Linked DNA regions of Mus musculus: regions 1 and 3 are each linked to region 2. A link is a contact called in public Hi-C and HiChIP or PLAC-seq data. All regions are on one chromosome and are shown on one strand. Each heading gives the region's core, a stretch centred on a gene start, on an enhancer-like site or on the middle of the called end of the contact. The rest is flanking DNA. Distances are from core to core; before and after follow the strand shown.

The links. HiChIP or PLAC-seq counts read pairs in DNA pulled down with a chosen protein or histone mark. A called contact is a pair of places that touch in the nucleus more often than the background predicts.
Region 1: a Hi-C map of the N1E-115 cell line shows a contact between it and region 2, with 5 times the contacts expected there. The contact joins two enhancer-like sites. A contact is called at or near these places in 1 of 15 datasets of contacts at CTCF or cohesin (the NIH/3T3 cell line), 17 of 484 Hi-C or Micro-C datasets (the AML12 cell line, the F1.1 cell line, the N1E-115 cell line and 14 more) and 5 of 115 datasets of contacts at active chromatin or transcription factors (T-cell acute lymphoblastic leukemia, cardiomyocytes, craniofacial prominence and 2 more).
Region 3: a contact with region 2 is called in a CTCF HiChIP or PLAC-seq map of the NIH/3T3 cell line, with 9 read pairs. The contact joins the promoter of Apol6 here to the enhancer-like site in region 2. A contact is called at or near these places in 15 of 39 promoter capture datasets (the 3T3-L1 cell line, 3T3-L1-derived adipocytes, cranial neural crest and 8 more), 1 of 15 datasets of contacts at CTCF or cohesin (the NIH/3T3 cell line), 12 of 484 Hi-C or Micro-C datasets (the HL-1 cell line, the N1E-115 cell line, Sertoli cells and 7 more), 8 of 115 datasets of contacts at active chromatin or transcription factors (the NIH/3T3 cell line, embryonic stem cells, epiblast stem cells and 2 more) and 5 of 9 other capture datasets (adipose tissue, embryonic stem cells, embryonic tail and 2 more).

The regions. Positions count from the first base shown.
Region 1 is chr15:76,996,552-77,000,692 of GRCm38.p6, forward strand. Gm35933 (a long non-coding RNA gene) reads left to right here. Exons shown (of 3, transcript XR_384211.4): 3 at 1-439. Among named protein-coding and RNA genes, the nearest start is that of Gm35933, 11 kb to the left of the region's middle. Within about 2 kb of position 2,545, at least 32 of the 459 cell types and tissues checked have an H3K27ac peak or open chromatin away from gene starts, as enhancers often do. A contact at or near this core is called in the N1E-115 cell line, where this site is marked.
Region 2 is chr15:77,218,153-77,222,388 of GRCm38.p6, forward strand. The region is part of intron 2 of Rbfox2 (RNA binding protein, fox-1 homolog (C. elegans) 2); the gene reads right to left. Among named protein-coding and RNA genes, the nearest start is that of Rbfox2, 87 kb to the right of the region's middle. Within about 2 kb of position 2,144, at least 81 of the 459 cell types and tissues checked have an H3K27ac peak or open chromatin away from gene starts, as enhancers often do. A contact at or near this core is called in the HL-1 cell line, the N1E-115 cell line, the NIH/3T3 cell line and 6 more, where this site is marked.
Region 3 is chr15:77,043,511-77,047,663 of GRCm38.p6, forward strand. Apol6 (apolipoprotein L 6) reads left to right here and starts at 1,565. Exons shown (of 4, transcript NM_001163621.1): 1 at 1,565-1,661; 2 at 2,155-2,248; 3 at 3,521-3,621. The coding sequence starts at 3,548. It also overlaps a transcript of Mb not described here.

The DNA.
Region 1 (4,141 bases), core at 1,295-3,794, 220 kb before region 2:
TGCATCTGGAGTCTGCCCACCTCACCTGGACTTCGGCTTCCTAGGCTGTGAGTACACTCACAGTGCCCCACCAACTCTGTTTTTCGAAGAAATGCCATTTTGTGCGAGACCACGGGCTAAATTCCAATTCCAGGAAGAAAATCACAAACTCCACCTAGGCAAACACCCTATAACTTTCCCTCACCCCTTTAGCAACAGCCAGGCTACAATGGCAGGACCAAGTACATACAGGTAACCTAAGAGATCCTGCAGAGAACTGATAGCCTAACCATCCTATTTGTCAGGTGGTTCTGCCCACGTATTCAGTTCCTGCAGATTAAGTCGGAAATGCAGCTTTTAAAAATATTAACTTGCTGACCTGTATGGAAAATCTCCAAGCTTTCTGTAACCACAATAAAAAGCCTGCACCGCCTAGACTTGGGGCTCTCACTCTGACCCTCTGTGACAGGGACAGTGAAACACCTTGCTTGGGACCTTGTAATAAAAGACCCTGTGTGTTTGCATTTGAACTGGCTCCTCGGTGGTCTTTGGGGGTCCCTGCAACTTGGACATAACAGTGAAACGCAGAGCAAAGTCTTTCTGTCTGGCTTTCTTTTAGCAAAGCCTTTGCTATGTTTGGGTCGATCAATAGAGGCTGAGACGTTGCTTTGAGACTGTTTGAACCTTGAAGCAATGCTGTCTTTCTAGAGAATCTGCCCTTGGAGCTATGTGAGAACATGCAGCTGTACTGACCTTGGTACAAAGTCACTCCTGGCAAACCCAGAGTTCTTTCTTTTGATTATGGCTAGCCCTATTCAAAAGGGACCGAGATTTGTGTGAATTGTTATAGGGGCCCAGTAATCGCCTCCCAAGCCACACTAACACCCATCTCAGTCAGGCAGGGATAGTTTATTGAGAATGTGCCCCAGGGCTGGTTGATCAGATTCATGGTCCAGATTCGGGAATTGAACCATGACCCCAAGTTAAGGTCCTACAGGGCTTTTTAAAGCGTGAGATCTACAAACATCTGTGTCAAGTTGTCCCACCAATCAGGATTTAGGGATAAGGATTTCCTTAGGAACAAGTCTTTGTTGTATATTTATCCTGCTCCCATTGGTTGGGGTATTCAACTGTGGCAGGGGGCTTGCCTTGTCTAACATTCATGCCTTGCTAACCAGGATGTCAGTTATCCACATACATGTCTCTTTCTGCCAAGTAGGATGTCTGTTCCCAGGGAGGTCTTGGGAACTTAAACTTTACGTGACCGTGACTCAAAATGGACGCCTTATTCCACATAGTCTCTTATATCGGTGCAGGTGTCTCTCTTATGTTAAGGTCTACCCCAGGGGCAGCTTCTACCGTAAAAACGTATACACAAGTGCAGGAATTGCTGCTGGGTGGTTGACTGGGGTCAAGCCTATTGTGGGTACAAGCAGTTCCACTGACTTCCATCCTGATTGGTTTTCAAGGACACAGAACATAACAGAACATGTAATCAACTTGGCATTAGAAACTTCCCTAGTAACAGCAGAAAAATATGAGAACATTTCCTTATAATGGTAGGCTAGCCATGTAACAGTTACCTGGGCCTTAACATTTTACCTAGGCCTTAACATTCTATCTAGGGCCTTAATAATTTACCTAGGCCTTAATAGTTGTCTGCTCACACTGGAAGCAAGGGCAAGATAACTTTGGCAGCTGGAATCTTTCCCAGCCCCAATTAACCTTGTATAATGTTTGAATAAAATAACCGGAGTGAGCTACTTGGGTGTCAGTCTTTCCCAAGAAGGCTGAACTCCTCTGCTCCTTTGGAAACGAAGTCTTAGCATTTTGGTGAGCTTCTCTCTCTACTGCAGCACCTATGACCAACATCAATCAATATGCTCACTATTGCAATATCAGCACTGGATCTGAACCAGTAGGCTCAGCAGGTATGTGTTGGAATTGGGATGGAATGAATCCAAATGCATGGTATGGAAAAGATCCTGGCCTCTGCCTCTCAAGCCCCAAGAGACCCTTCCATATAGTTAGTTCCTCATGTTGTGCCGACCCTCAGCCATAAAATTATTTCATTGTTACTTCATAACTAAATCTGTTACTGTTATGAATCATCATGTGAAGACCTGATATGCAGAATATCAGATATGCTTACCCCACCCCACCCCAAAGGGGTCGTGACCCACAGGTTGAGAGCCAGTGCCCTGGAGTCTCCTAATGGATGCTGCCGGCCGGCCGGCTTAGGGATTCCCGCAGGCTCTTTTCCATTGTAGGGGGAAAGGAGCTGAAAGTCTTCAGAGTCAGTGGCACTGGGGACTTTACATACATACTCCTGTCACCTTCACGGTCCCAGGAGGTCAGAACAATTGTCCCCTTTGAGAGTGGAAAAGCAGTTTGTGACCGGGGGACATGAGGTGCCTCTGTTTTCCCAGTGTGCTCAAAGCCACTGTAAGCTGGGGCTGCAGCCGCCGGGAGCTGGCTGCCAGGAGGGAGGGTTGCCAGACAGCCAAGAGTAGCTCCTGCCCTCCCCGACTCCCCGCCCATGCCACCCTCGGGCATCCCTTGTGCCCTAAGGGAGCAGAGACTGTGGGGGCGCTGTGCAGGGAAGCTTGGTTGCTTCTCCCCGTGGCGGGCTGGGATGAGGAATCGGGATCGTGCGGTGATGCACAACTATCCCTGAAGATCTCTGGAGGCTCAGGAGCCCTCAGACTGGGAGTGCCACACAGAAGCCCCTGGGGTTTGAAATATCAAGGGAGCTCAGTGACCAGATAGGACAGGAATAAAATCTAGACCACTGTGTGCCAGAGCGGGGCATGGGAACAAGTAAGGTCCGGGCCCCTGTGAGAACCAATCGCTGCTGCCCGCCTCAGGACACTTGGATACAGTCCAGTCTCTCCTGGCCGATTGGCCGCAGGCCAGTTCTTTACCTCTCTGAGCCTTACTTATTCCCCCCTCCCCTTGATGTGACTGGCTGTCCTTTGATCTGAGAGACGGCCATCTTGGGCCGTTCAGCTGTGTCTCCTTGCCTGAGATTATTCCGGGCAGGCTTGCTGATAGTTTAGACCCTCGACCCCCACCTTCGGACTCACAGCTTCCAACTGCTCCTCCCTACTGACGGACAACTCTATGTGGGGCCTTGGGGAAGGGTTAGAGTATGTAAAAAGAAATAGAGTATGATCCCTGGGGTTACATGCGTGTGGGGGAAGACTCGAGTGGAGCCACGTGGGAAAACCTCATCCCTGCTAGGTAACGCTTTTCAGGTGCAGTGCTTGTGGGAGGAGTATTATATACAGGTAAGGAATTCCCTTACCTAGGCTCAGGAAAGATGCCCAATTAAGTCTTCGGTTCCTTGGAATGAACTTGGTGGAATTGTGCCTTGGTTTGTCGTTGGGACCTTAGGAGAAAGGGTAGATGTTGCTTAAGTCTTCCCAGGGGAAGGAATTTTAGCAACACCTATTTTAACAGATTGTTTTGGTTGAGGATGAGTAGAAAGAGTGTTCCAGCACTAGCATCATGTCTGTATTTGGCCCTCCACGCAACCCTGTGTCCGGCTGAGAAACTGTGGCTATGAGAGCTTAGGTCTCCTGAGCAAGGTCATACGGCTTTCAAAGTCATAGAACCAGGATTTAACCCAGACAGTAGAGCTCCCAAATCCCTGAGCCCAATTGTGCTGAGTACATTCATGTGCTACTTAGTTTGTAATGCATGGCCCATTAAATAGATGGGAAAACTGAGGGACATACCAGAGCACATAGCAGGCAGGTAATAGACACAGCTCTTGCTCTGCAGGGCTACACCTCTTTGCTGGATGTCTTATGTCCTTGCATCCAAAGCAAGAAGTGGGGTGACCACCCATGACCTACAATTCCTAGTCAGTAGATCTGCTGAGCAACTGCAAGCCTGGGAAGGGTAGAAGGGTGAAGGGTGGATGGGTTTGTAGATGGGTTAACCAATGGTTAGATGGATGGGTGGGAAGGCAGACAGATGGATGAATAGGTGGGTGGTTGTGAGTAGACTGGCAACAGACAGATGTAGATGGATGAAAGAGAGAGCAGATAGGAATAATGGCGGAGGATTAGATTAGTGTGTAGCTGGGTGGACATGGGTGGAGGGTCTATGGGGGAGAAGGATGTATGGATCAAAAGGCAGATAGAGGGATGGACAG
Region 2 (4,236 bases), core at 894-3,393:
GTGGAATACAGGAATTAGGAAGGGATGACTAAGCAGCTTCAGATGAAGTGATGAGATTGTTCTAAATTAAATCTGATGCTGGGATGGCTGAGCAACTCTATGAATGTAAACAAAGTCAGTAGACTTCTATATGCTAGATGATTCAGCTGTATAGCATACAAGTTCTATCTCAGAGCTGGTGTTTTTAATGTGCTAAGAAATTACATCTTTCTTCAGGAAGGTAAGTTGAGGAGACATGAATTTTTCAGCCAGCCGTCCAGTTTCCAGTGCCTGCCAGCTCCTGTCTATCGCTTCTCTAGCCCCAGCCTCTGTTCCTCGCAGGATCGGGGTCAGAATTCCACCTCCGACTCCTACAACGGTGGGACTCACATCAACTTGATTTGGTCTCACAGTCAGTCAGCCCATGCTCTGTCATCACTTTAGTGTCCTGCCCCACACATCTAATTGTTCCTTTGTGCAGCAGGGAGTGAAGTCACACAGAGACAGACACTGCCTTGAGAGAGGGCAAGATATGCACTGTCCCGCCACCTAAGAGCAAATGAATATATGGGTGCTTCAACTCTTGAGGGCCAAGAGCCAAGATTGAGTCTTTTTAACACTCCCTTTCAGCTCCCACTTCTGTAAATTGGAAACGCCACCTAACACAGTTAATATATGTAGCTATAACAAAAGTTAAACAAACAACAAAGTCTATGTGAATAATTACTATGGTGTCTATCACCCGAAAGTACTCGATAATAAAATCAATTATAGAAACTGTGCACCCAGTTTTTATGTCACCTAACCAGCAGGTTGGCCTCCGTGTCGAAAAGCCGGTGATAAAAGCAATTTACTGGACCAAGCTGCTCATAACCACATCCTAGATGACCCAACCCAGTTTGCTCAGGTCCAGGGGGATACTGGGTACTACTGGTATGCTCTTCAATTTATTTTCCTATTTTCCAAGTCACTTTTGACCTCAAACATGCTAAAAGAACTGCCTCTCCAACTTTCCATTCCCTCCTCTACCACCATCTGTATTTATCATCTTAATTATGACACTTCTAAGTCACCCTGAATTACTATTGCCCAGTGAAGCACTAATAATCTTCCTAAGTGTATCATGAAAACTTAAGATTGACATAGAATTACAGGGGAACTTGATACTCTCACAGAATACTAGGAAGCTATTAAATAAAATCTGTAGTTAATAACATGAAAAGAAATTTCCGGTAGAGTAGACTTGAGCTGGAAGTCTATTTCAATACAACTGACATTCAGGGAAAATTTTTTTTAAATGTGCATATACACAGAGCAGCTGCATACAAACAAGACCAGAACAATGAATAGAAACATTGAACATGCTAGGGGAAGTTTTATTTTATCTTTTGATCTATTATGTACTATATATTTTCTTTGATGGATGTGTACTGCTTTTAAAGACTTTAAACTATTAATTCAATGACTCAGCAACTAGCACATGGCTGTGAATCACAAGGACAGGGCTCAGAGTTCTCCCACCACCTACCATACACAACTGACAAATGAGTACATGTTTCTAGGCTTGGAATCTGTGACTGGAAAGTGAAGGGGAAACTCCTGGCTGAGTACTTGGCAGTGCCCTCCAATAAAGATCAGCCTGTGTTCTGCTATCCCTTCTCCAACAATGGCTGTCCCTCGGTGAGTGTGAACCAGAATGCCCTGGAGAGCATGCTGGAATGGGTTGCTGGACCACATCCTCTTAATTTCTGGTTCAGTAAGCCTGGGAGGCAGGAAGACCATAAGCTCCCAGGTGGTGCTGAAACTGCTGGCCCAAAAGCCACCCACCAAAGACCATTTGACACACAGACTATAAGGGCCTTTTTAGATCACTGTTATTTCAGGGCTACTTCCTTACTGGATATGAAATAATGTCTATAACAGATCTAAATAACAGATCTACAGTGTAGGATAAAACACCTCAGGACACTCTAAGAACTGGGTTTCTACTAAAGTGGGCAAGAAACAAAGCCAAATTCTAATGTGGGTAAAAAACATCTGAGAATGTTAAGGCAGATCAAAGAAAATGCAACTTGTCCAGGGCAAGCAGCTCTGTGCCCCAGTAATAAGTTCACTACAGGCCACTGGCTACATGCTTTGCTCTGGGTGCCCTCTGCTGACAGAACTCACAGAGCCATCTCACCTTTGCTCCTCCCTTTCCTCCTCCTACCCAGGAGATTTAAGAGTCCACAGTAGATGACTCAGATTGCAAAAGGGTTTCCAGTTAAGAAATTTTCTTCAGCCCACAGTGAGCAGCAGAGTTCTCCTGGCAGCTTTCTTAGGCCCTTTCCATATGTATGGCCCAGCCTTATCTTGTCTCCACATACATTAACTGACCAGCATGTGGTGGGATGGCTTTGTGAGTGCTAAGGCAAACTTCAAACGTGACACAGGAGAAAAACTGTTCTCCTAAAGGGCCCAGTATAATGTGAAATGTTGCTAGTTATCTTGAGCACCTCTATTGGAGAGAACTGTACCAGCACTATTCTAGCTAAAAGCAAGAGCTACAAATTGTCTTCATGTCTACCTTCTCCAGTTCTTCATTTGAGAAAACTAATGGGCCCCAATGTCAAATGACAAATATGAGCCATGAGAATCAGCAACAAACCCAAGATTCAAGGTCTTTTTGTTATTTAGAACATCCCCCTTTTGTTAGAGAGGGTCTCACTATATGGCTCTGTCTGGCTAGAACTCGGAGAACTCACACACACACACACACACACACACACACACACCTGCCTCTGCTTTCCCGAGTGCTGGAATTCAAGACCTAAGCAGAACACTTCTTTCATGCAGCCTGATGTCTTTGATAAGACAACCACATCTTAACCGCCTCTATAAATGGGGATAAGAAGAACTAGCAAACGTGTAGCTATCTCACAGTGGTGGGGCTGACTTTTTCTAACATCATGACTAAGCTTTTCTTAACAATGATCTTTCACTGATAGCAATCTGTTTAATTATTTCTCACAGGCCCAAAAGCTAAGCTGCATGGGTTTTTAAAAAGAAATATCTAAATTAGGGGTCAGTTAGCTATGGTCTATGGGCCATATCAGCTTGTCATCGCTCTGTCTTTGTCTCTCTCTCCTTCCTCTTCCCTCCCTTCCCCTTTCCCAGGTGTTCTTGTGTACATATGAATATCTATATGTATAGAGACCCAAGGGCTACCTTGCTTTTTAAGACAGTGTCTCACTGGGACCTAGGGTTTGCCAATTAAGTTAGGCGGGCTGTCCAGCAAAGCCCAGAGATCTCCCTGTCTCTGCTCCCTGGCGGTGAGACCGAAGAAAGTCTACCCTGTCCAGCTTTTCCATGTCTGTGGGAGATCAAACTAGGGTCCCTGGGCTTGTGCACCAAGTATTTTGTCAGCTGAGCCAGCTCCCCTACCCCAGTCTTGTATTCTTTTTAAGATATGAAAACAAAAATCAAAAGCTGTGAAATGGGGCTGAGGAGATGGCTCAGTGGTTAAGAGCACTGACTGCTCTTCTAGAGGTCCTGAGATAATTCCCATCACCCACATGGTGGCTCACAACCATCTGTAATGGGACCCAATGCTCTTTTCTAGTGTGTCTGAAGACAGTGATAGCATACTCACATACATACATACATACATACATACATACATACATACATACATACATACATGTGTGTGTGTATAAAGCAGGTGAAACTTTTATTAAAAATTTTAATTTCTCGGCCCACCAATGAAATGTTATCAGAGCTGAATTTTCTGTTTCTGTCTCCTTCCCTCAGAATTAACAGAGTGGATGGCCCACAGAGCCCACTTACCTAGCCTAATACTTGACATAAACAGCCACTGAGATGTTGTTTTGGGGGCCTTCATTTTCATAGGAAGTTCACTATCCATGTGAGGCCTCTACCTCTGCAGTCGCTTGCCCAGCACCTCAGCATACTGAGCATGCCTGACCCGTCCTGTCTCCAGAGGCACTGTGGAAGTTCCTAGTGCGCTTGCAGTTAATATTTTTCAGCATTCCTTTGTACAATAAGGAACAAAACCTCAGAGAGGTAAAATACCAGGCCCAAACTGGAATTTCGATCTGACACCACGCCCTACAATCATTCTCCAGTGGTTTTCAAACTGTTCAACTGTTCAGCTTCAGGGCCTCCCAAGTGAAAGAAACCAAGAGGCAGGCCCTAGCTCCCCCGTATTTCCACCAGAACTGCTCATCACTTACCTACCTGTACAAATTCTGTCCCTGT
Region 3 (4,153 bases), core at 315-2,814, 180 kb before region 2:
AAGACATCTATGGCATGCCTCCTCTTTGGGCTTCAGGTCAAGTTTTTCCACCAAGTGCATGGGCCAATCGTGTTTAAGTATTCATGTATGTGTGTATGCCTTGGTGCACAGCTGTGTGTGTGCGAGTGTGGAGGCTAGAGTTTGACATGAATAACCCCTTCAGTCACCTTCACTTTAGGTTTGAGACAGTGTCTCCTACAGAGCCTGACTGGTTGGCAAGTCTCAGGATCCCCCTGGCCCCACCTCCCCAGCTTGGATGATATAGGCACAGTGGTTTTTTACTGTGGCTGCTGAGAATCAAACTCACACCTGCACAGCAAACATGTCACCAACCTGAGCCTTCTACCAAGTGTTGGTCTTTAAAACAGTTTGCATTGAAGGATTTCAGGGGCCAGTTATTAATTCTGGTGCTGCTTTCTTCGTGGGGTTGTGACCCAGGTCACACATCTGTATCTGATCCAGTGGTATAGAAGGCATGAGGCCCTTTGTGCTCACAGAGAAGAACAGAGAAGTTTCTCCTAGATAAACCAGGAATCTCATACATGCAGGCTTTTCACAGCAGGAAGAGTTACACCCATCTCTGTTTTGGATTGGAAGTATTTAATAGCTTGATACAGACCTTTGCTGTCTGCAGAGCCGAATCCCCAGCCTCTTCCCAGACCCCTGAGCATCCTATCTCAGTCAGTTAGAACCCATTCTTGTGGAAGAGGTCACAGGTACTTTGCCAAAGACATGTTTGTTGTCATGGAGTTTTGATGTGGTCATGTCTTAAGGTTTATTGTGGTAATTGTCACTCGGAAACTTTTTTCCAAGGTTGTACTATGTTTAGTGATGTCGAAAATAAACTGCTCAGGTCAGATTTCAGAAGTTTGAAGCAGCACAGGCTAACAAGTTGTGTTGAACCGGATTTCTTTCTTGCCTCGTGTGAATCATTACTCTGCAGGCTGGTAGTGGGTTTGCAGACAACCCCTCACCCCCAACACACACATACACACACACACACACACACACACAAAGACAGCCTGGGACAGGAGGGAACCTAGTGGGTACAGCCACTGTGAGTTTATGGCATTTGGGATGTCTGCTGGGTAACATAGCACATACTCTGAGGCATCTCACAATGGCTTAAAGATATCAACACTAGAACGGTGTGCACCTTACATATGGAGAATCAGGCCAAGGGCAGGTTATTCTGATCCACAGTCATGCAAGCATAGATGTCTGTGGCCTTCCAGGTCCTAGCTCAGCAGCAACCGCTTAGTGTGGAGTCTGACTCACAGCTGGGAAGGAGCAATGAAGGGTTCTTTAGCAGGGCTGGGGATGGAATTCAGGGTCTGGCACACGCAAGCGCTCTTACCCTGAGCCACGCCAATGGCCAGTCCTCTGTCCGTACACCTCACAGTGTGTGTAAAGGAAGAGAGGAAAGTGAAACATTCGAACAGTATACTTCCCAGCAAGGTCCCTATTCTGGGAAATGGTTTTTAGAAGCCAGGCTGCAGCTTTATGGAATGATTCGAGGTTAAGATAAACCAGTTTCATAATTCCGTTCCCGCCTCCAAGAGCCACCACATTCCAGCCATTGGCCCAGTTGGTGAATGTTCCCATTCTGCCCTGATACTGGTCACAGTGCCTGCTGGACTGATTGGAGGACTCTTGGAGAGGTGAGGTTTGAGCCTGGAGTCATCCTATCTCTGAGAGACAGCGGGGAGGGGAGGAGAGGGCTGCTTCTGGGACCCTAATCGACCAGGAGAACAAGAAGCCAGTCACTGCTGGAGGAAAAAGAGCTGACAGGGGCTAACAAGGCTGTAAGCTCAGGCAGCTAGGAACTAGGTAGTTGGGCAGGGTCTCGGGTTCAGCTCCTAACATATGACAGCTCACTGGGAACCTCACTGGCTCAGATGTGCCAATGAGAGAGAGGCACTACCTTCTTATCTACCCAAGTTCTCTCTTTGAAAAGACTTTGGTTTGTTTTGTAGCCTGGGTGTAATTATGAAAAGTCCAGAGATGATGGGTCCTTAGCAAGGAATTCCCTAGCTGGCTGTTCCCCAGACAGAGACGCTTCCAATGGCCAGCTAGATTCTGTGGAATTAAAAGGCTCCTGGGTCTGCCTCTCTGGACTGTGTCTGCAGTACTGAGGTTGTCTCTCTTCTGCAGGGAGGACAGACAGGGCTTCTTCCCTGCCAACCACCCTAGCCGCTTGGACCTTGGAAGAGAGCACGGTAATCCTTCCAGACATCGCCGCAGCAAGGTACGTCCTGGTCTGCCAGCGGCGGCGGCTCTTGGCAGGGGAAGGCCATTATGGGTCAAAGGTGAAGTAATCAGGGCTGGACACTGAAAAACACCCAGATGGCTGGGGTGGGGTGGCCTCTGTGTCAGAGGGCTTGCTAGAATGTGAGTAGCCTGGGTCACTCCCAACAAAGTGTGCGCAGTGGGGGTGGGGTGGTAGTGGTGGTTGGTGTGTGCAGTGGGGGGCACAAAGGCCTGTCGAGCATTCTTGAGTATTCTCCTCAGGCAAACTTGTCACCTCTGCTTTCTTCTCCTGAGCCGTGACTCTGGGTGGCTCAGTTGCTGCATGTCCTCTGTCTTTCTCACCTGGTTTGCAGCTTTAGTTGCCCCCTCGGGTCTCCGGCTGGACACTCACTCGTCCCTTGCATACATCCCATCCGCAGGATGGATAATGGCGCCTTGAGACCAACCAGCAGCCAGCCTCCATCATGCCCCACAACATATGAGCACTCTGCAGCCTTTGGAACGGTGCAGGGGTGGTCAACAGAACAGTTGTTCACCCCCCAGGCTTAACATTGCCCTTAGCTCATGTATTCCCCATGTGCACTGGGAGAGTCTAAGGGTTCTAAGAACCTGGTCCAAGCTGTCACCCATTCACTCCAAGGATAGCAATGCTATTCTTCCTGAAAGTCCTTCTGCTTCCTCTTCACGACCTGAAAACCATCATCCTCACCATGGCCTGCACACAAGGCCATCATGTCCCTAATATCCTTGCAAACAAGGGCTCTGGGGACCTTGGATCTGATATCTGGTCTCTGACAGTGGAAAAGGTGGCTGGCACAGAGTTCTTGTGCTCTTGGGATTTTCTGGGCTCTCCTGAGCATCCCTTTGGGTTTTGCATGTGAGCTACAAAGCCATTGGCTGAGCTGTTCCCCAACCTCCTTCCCTCAGCTGGTAAGACAGCTCAGCAGGTGAACGTGTCTGCCACCAAGCTTGAGTGCCACCAAGCTTGGTGATCTGGCTTTGTTCTCCAGGACTCACACGGTCGGGGGGGGGGGGGGGGGGGGGGAGGGGAGAGCCATTTCCAAAACTGTGCTGAGTGCTTCCTGGGGGGGGGGGGGTGCTTGCTGCAGATGGGCTATACCTTAACTAAAAAGCTGTAGTTTGCAGATATCATGGTTAGTATAAGCCATGGCGTGGTATGATTTCAATTCTGCACAGTCTAAAATCCTTCCTTACTTGAATTTTACAATGTTGCATGCTATTGGCAGCAAATTTGCTTTCTATATTCCAGTTAGAAGACAAGCTGCCTCATAAGGACATGGCTTTGGTGCAAACTCCAACCCCGAGCCATCAGACAGAGGAGGACTATGAGGCTGATGCTGAGTTGCTAAGGTAACCCAGGGGGTGGACTTCTTGGGAAGGGCTGGTTGTATTGAAGGCAGCATGTGTTCTCTCAATTAGGAATAACCACTTGTCCTGTCCACTGTTCTATTGCTGTGAAAAGACACCACCACCAAGGCAACTCTTAAAATGGAAAGCGTTTAATTGGGGCTTGCTTGCAGTTTTAGAGGCTAGTCCATTACCATCATGGTGGGAGCCTGGAGGTGCCCGTGGCACTAGAGTAGAAGCTGAGAGTTTTACATCCTGATCCACAAGCAGGCAGGCAGAGAGAGATAGAGGCCTGGAGAGAACTCTTGAAACCTCAAAGCCCACCCTCATTGACACACTTCCTCCAACAAGTCCACACCTCCTAATCCTTCTGATCCTTTCAAACAGTTCTACTCCCTAGTGATTAAGTATTTAAATATATGAGCCTATGGGGCCATTCTCATTCAAACTACCACACCACTCCAGGATCACTGTGTGGAAAGAGGGATTTATCTTCTCAAAAGTCTCCATTATGCAGCACTCTGGAGACAGGGGC